2 separate regions of the Mus musculus genome follow, and region 1 is linked to region 2. A link is a contact called in public Micro-C data. All regions are on one chromosome and are shown on one strand. Each heading gives the region's core, a stretch centred on a gene start, on an enhancer-like site or on the middle of the called end of the contact. The rest is flanking DNA. Distances are from core to core; before and after follow the strand shown. Region 1 has its middle 110 kb from the start of Rbfox1. Region 2 has its middle 230 kb from the start of Rbfox1.

Evidence for each region. Hi-C and Micro-C count contacts between places; a contact is called where the count stands out from the background.
Region 1: a contact with region 2 is called in a Micro-C map of muscle stem cells, with 5 times the contacts expected there. The contact joins two enhancer-like sites. A contact is called at or near these places in 1 of 15 datasets of contacts at CTCF or cohesin (the NIH/3T3 cell line), 13 of 484 Hi-C or Micro-C datasets (3T3-L1-derived adipocytes, the C2C12 cell line, the N1E-115 cell line and 9 more) and 4 of 115 datasets of contacts at active chromatin or transcription factors (embryonic fibroblasts and embryonic stem cells).

The regions. Positions count from the first base shown.
Region 1 is chr16:6,962,368-6,965,067 of GRCm38.p6, reverse strand. It overlaps a transcript of Rbfox1 not described here. Among named protein-coding and RNA genes, the nearest start is that of Rbfox1, 110 kb to the left of the region's middle. Within about 2 kb of position 1,342, at least 55 of the 459 cell types and tissues checked have an H3K27ac peak or open chromatin away from gene starts, as enhancers often do. A contact at or near this core is called in cortical neurons and muscle stem cells, where this site is marked.
Region 2 is chr16:6,838,525-6,841,224 of GRCm38.p6, reverse strand. It overlaps a transcript of Rbfox1 not described here. Among named protein-coding and RNA genes, the nearest start is that of Rbfox1, 230 kb to the left of the region's middle. Within about 2 kb of position 1,429, at least 12 of the 459 cell types and tissues checked have an H3K27ac peak or open chromatin away from gene starts, as enhancers often do. A contact at or near this core is called in cortical neurons and muscle stem cells, where this site is marked.

The DNA of each region.
Region 1 (2,700 bases), core at 93-2,592, 120 kb before region 2:
GGCAAGTCCTTTCCATAGTACTCTGGTTTCCAGCTGGGCTTTTGAAATGAACATTCTTTTCTTTTCTTTCTTCTTTTTCTTTTTCCTTTTGCTAGCTGAATATTCACCAGTGTCTTTCATGAGATCAGCAGTAAGGAGTGACAGAGAGTATTCAAAACTTGGCTTCAGGTCTTCACACAGGACTGTTAGATGACTGACAGGCTGCCTAAGGATGGCAAAAAGAACACCCAGCCTTTTTCCCTTTTCCTCGCAGGAGAAAACCCAGGCTTAGAAGCCTCAGCTGCATTCTGTCATTTTCTACCCATTTTGTCGCTGGACACGCTGAGATGCCAGTTCTCGTGGATCTGTGAAGATGAATCAGCCTCTTCCAGGAAGAGAGATCAATGTCTTGGTCGTCAGCATCTTGACTTTCTCTGATCTCACCTCTAAGAGGCAGGACCATTCTAGGGGAATAACCAGCTTCGATAGATGGTGAGCTGAACTGAAATTCACAAGTACTTCTTACTGTGTGTGTGTGTGTGTGGTAGGAGAGAGAGAATTACAAAGAAAAGAGATAGAAGGCAGACATTTCCATTTTGTAATTAGTAACATCACCTTCTGAGAGGAACCTGCTGGCTGAGAAGACATTATACTGGAAATTTCCAAATGATTTCTTGCCCTCCCTACAATGTGCCAGGCAGGTGTTTTAATTTGCATCCTTTCAGTGGCACAGATAATGCTTTATAAAACACAGACGAATGAAGCGCTTCACTGCCAAAGTCGGAGGGTGAAAGGTTGTTTTCTTAGTTGGGCAGGTATTCCTTCCTTTCTTATCATTCTCTGAACTATGAGTAGACTAGAATTTCTAGAACACATGTCCTGGAAATGTTCGCGAGGAAGAATGAACCTTTGAAGTGAAAGCAACCTGACACAGTAAGACATCCATGCAAAATGTCTGTTCTTGGGCTGCTATGATTTATTTATTATACACCAGACACTGACTACAAATGCCACAGAAAGCTGGTATCTATGATGATTGTGAGACCAGTTCAGGAAATCATAATCGAAAAACTACTCCACAGTCCTCATTCACATGGCATGCGATCTAAAACCACAGGCAAAGATCCTACACTGAAAGAAGATGAAGTTTTAGTCTCTGTTTGATGGAAACTGGTGTGTTGTATGGACGCATAAATAATGTTCATCACTTGAAATAGTGCAAAGATGTCGGGCCACAGAAAGGACTTCATGCAAGTCTAGTTTGCTGAATCATTGAGTTAACTGGGGTTACATACAGGGGGATGGGTGAGGGCTCACCTCCAGAAGCATGGATGACTAAGGCAGTTGCATCGCAGGAAAGTACACTCCAGCTGGCCTCACCAATGACTCAGAAAAGCCACGTCCCCAGAGCTCACCAGAAGGCTGGCACACTCCTCTGGAGCCTCCTTGTCTCCTGTTTACTGTTTGCATGATCTTAGTCAGAGCCCTGTGGATCTTGTAAATCCCAGAGCTTCCCAGGACTAAGAAATCTAAGTCTTAGGAGTTCCCTTCTTTTTCCATATGTGAGCCTCTCAATACAAAGGAAATAGCTCCATAACAATATTCATCTTTCCAGAGACTGGTCTGAAATCAAGGTGATCACAGGCTGGTACACTATGTATGGTCAAATCACAGACAATTATCTAGCAGCCGCCATTTGGCACCATGATGGGAGGCCACCTTCTTCTGTAGCATGGCATTGCCTTCCCCTTTCCTTGAGTGAAAATAGATTAAGTAAGCCCTAAATCCAGGGCCACGTGGCATGAAAGACATAGAATTTAGAAGTAGAATCATAATCATCATGATGTGATGGAGATGCTGGAACTGTGAGCTGAGAGGGATCCAGGGTACTGCTGGCTGCCATATCTAGTTATCCTTCTCTCAGATGAGAATGAACTCCTGACCAACGCTGGAATTAGAGGAAATGGAAGGTTGTAGAGCAGTTGGTAGATATTTAAGTTTTGTTTTTGCTTGGTATTCATATTAAGTTCTCTGACATTAAACATACATTTTTTTCATCTCTGTGGGAGACATTCCAGTTTTTAAATGCTGATGTAACTTGAATAAATAAACCACATTTAAAAAAATCATTGTGAATTTGGGTTATGAAACACTGTCAAACAGCTATTGAACATGACTGATTGAAACTTTTTGATGTAATATTTATCAGTTTGGCCAGGAAACTCTCTTGGACCAATGAGCTTGCTTTTTCAGAGACCAGGAAGTCCCTTTGGTGGAAGGTCATGTTTTCATCTCAGAAACAGAGAAAAATAATTAAATTATCCGTCTGGTTTTCTCAAAGGAGTGGAATGTTTCCAGCGACACAGTAGCAATTTCCTCCGTTCTGTTTCCATGGTGTACTCAGAGCAGGGGTGAATGGTGACAGTCTGATAGTGTGTAAAAATTAACCCCCCGTCTTCCCTCTTCCTTCTTTCTAGAGCAGCTCCATCATATTTTCTAGGCACTACAAAACTCTCAGTCGCTCATAATTTTTTCCAATAGCACATTACATCCTTTAACATACCTAGAGGAAACTTTCAGAAAAAAACAAACAAACAAACAAACAAAAAACCACCCACATTTATAAATGAGCACAGTTGCAATGGCCGGCGGCTCCCTTTCCCCCAAAACTTCTAACTGCACTCATCAATTACTTGTAACAGAGGCCAGTGTTGGCAGTGT
Region 2 (2,700 bases), core at 180-2,679:
TCAAACCCAACATGAGAAATAAGGAGTTATTTGTACAGGAGACATATATGTATATGTATACACAGCCATCACTTCTCAGCACGCTGCTTTGTAATTAAATGAAATTCTACGCAGCTACAAGTGAGAGAGAATTTGCTCCATGCTTAAAACGACATTCCTAGATCTGCTCTTTACTCTGAATTCACCACCAATGTCTCAAAAAAAAGAGAGAGAAAGCAACATATTCCCCTACTCCACACATGCACATTGTACACGTACCCACATGTACGTGTGCGGACACACATACACACACATTTTTTTTTGTTTCCCTTCGCACGTGAAAATAAAATTGTAGCTCAGCACTAATGAAGCAAGTCTTGCCTAACTCCCACTGGAAAAGCCTGCACATGTACCGTAGCCATGCAAGATTATCCTGCATCGGCATAATCACCTTACACGAAATACGATTACTCTAGGCTGCAATTTTTATACCCGAAGTCAATTTATTAATCAGAGAAAGACAGAGAGAATGAGAGAGAGAGCGAGAGAGAGAGAGAGAGAGAAAGAGAGAGAGAGACTACCTACCCACAAATACATCATCATCTTGCAAGAGAAATCAAAGGCTCTGTCAGCAAACAGAAGTCTCCTCACTTCACCAAGAGTATCTGGAAGAAAAACTGAAAACCACTCGGTAGAGATTCTTGCCTTTTCCTGCCAAGTCCTCAGAGTCCCTCTTATTTCCTTACACCAGGTTTGCTATGATTGTTTATGAGTTTATCAGGACAGCATTCCTTCAGTGGCAACGTGTGTGGAGTGACTTGCTCCGGGCTGCTTGCTTCTCTCTCTCTCTCTCTCCCTCTCTCTCTCTCTCTCCTCTCTCTCTCTCCTCTCCTCCTCTCCCTCCCCTCTCCTCCTCCCTCCCCCTCTTTCCTTTCCCTTCCTAACTCTTGCCTTTTCTTCTCGCTCTAGTCAAGACTGCTTAGGTAAGAATTCTTGGGGTGGCTGTCTCATGAGCAAATCTAGTACTTCAGGCAGCAAGCATAGTGGGAACACAGACACTGTTGAGACCGCTAGTGGTGAGGGTGATAATGATAACAGTAACAATAAAAAATAATAATAACAATAATAGCCTGGTATGATCAGTAAAGGCAGGTGCTATAGCAAATCCTGACAGCGAGGAGGAGATTCCCAAAGTCCCTACTGGAGGAATTTACTGGAGGGTTGATCCTCAGAGGCAAGCATATCAGCACAGAGCTGGCGACTCGGAGATTTTTTTTTTAAGTCGAAGCTCCAGCTGCAGAGAAAAGAACATGTGCCTCTCCCGGCTTCCCCTTTATCTCTTTAAATGTACTTCAGATAAAAGCAGCATCCAGTTAGGTCAAGGCCTCCCCAGACTCATTCCTCTTCGCTCCACATGCTCAGCACACTTGTCTACAGCCATCTACCGGCTCCATCGTGTCACTGCGGGCTTAGAGACTGTGGGTCTTGCTTGCTGCAGCAGCTGCTGCCTGTCCATGTCTGCCTTGCTTGGCTCTCAGCTTGGGTTTGTATCGGAATCTGGGAGGGGGAAAGGAACAGATAGCCTTGGAAGCCTGTGTGCCAGTCTATCAAATCAAAAGAAAAGCCAACCCCCACCAGCAACAGTCAGCAAATGGAAAGCTCCGAAGACTTGCTGGCATGAATGTTTAGCCTTCTTAAACCAAGGGAAGGAATTGTGCACATGTTCCCAGCAGCACGGCTGATTTTGTTGCATGTGGAGAATGCAAGCATGCATGTGTATATGTGTTTAAGTGTGTGTACATATGTGTAAGTGTGCATTCTTCTATGTATGTCATGTAGGTATGCTTGTGTGTGTGTGTGTGTGTGTGTATGCTCGAGAGCGAGCGTGTGTGTGTGTTTGTGTGTGTGTCGCTGTGTGTGTGTTTATTACTTCTTTTCCCTCATCCTGTGCAATTACAGACCTGGAAAATTTTGCAGGGTGCATAAAACTTGATCATGTTGACAAGCTCTCCTTAGAAAATGCACAGGCTAGATGCACAGCTAAGATTTCCTGAAATTATCCAAAAAATTTTGCCCATGAATCAATTCCCCTTTATTAGTTGTTCTTTTTTAATCCATTTTAAATTGTATACTTTATCTTGAAAATTATCTCCATTACTGAAATGCATCGTGAAGGAGAGGACGGGGAATACAATTTGCCCAGCATATTAATTGATGCAGAACTCAATTATTGATATATGGATAAGGGAGAAATTAATATTAAAACACATGGTAGCCTTTAAGGGAAAGGGAGAAGATGAACTTGTGCTCTGAGTGGAGTCTTGGTCATTAGTCTCATCTTTATACATCATACAGAGGAAACCATGGAATTAAGTCTCTCATTCATTTATATTTCTCCTTAAAACTACATAAAGCAAAATGTCACCTAAATAATTAAAGTGCGTTAGCTAAATTGTGGAGTCATCTACAGAGCTGAGCAGGTGGTGAGGCACCTGTTAACGTATCCCATAGACAGGACCATCATGATGCATAATAGGCAAGGGGGTGGGAGGAGCAATGACCATGTCTTTTTGTAAAATAGTGACCAACAGAAGCACAGCAATGGAAACCACAAAGAAATGGCACTTAGACACAAAGTCCTCAGCTGGAAAATATGCAAATCATAGGGCTGGTGTGATGGAGCAGTCAGTGAAGTCCACAACTGGCTTTGCAAACCAGAGG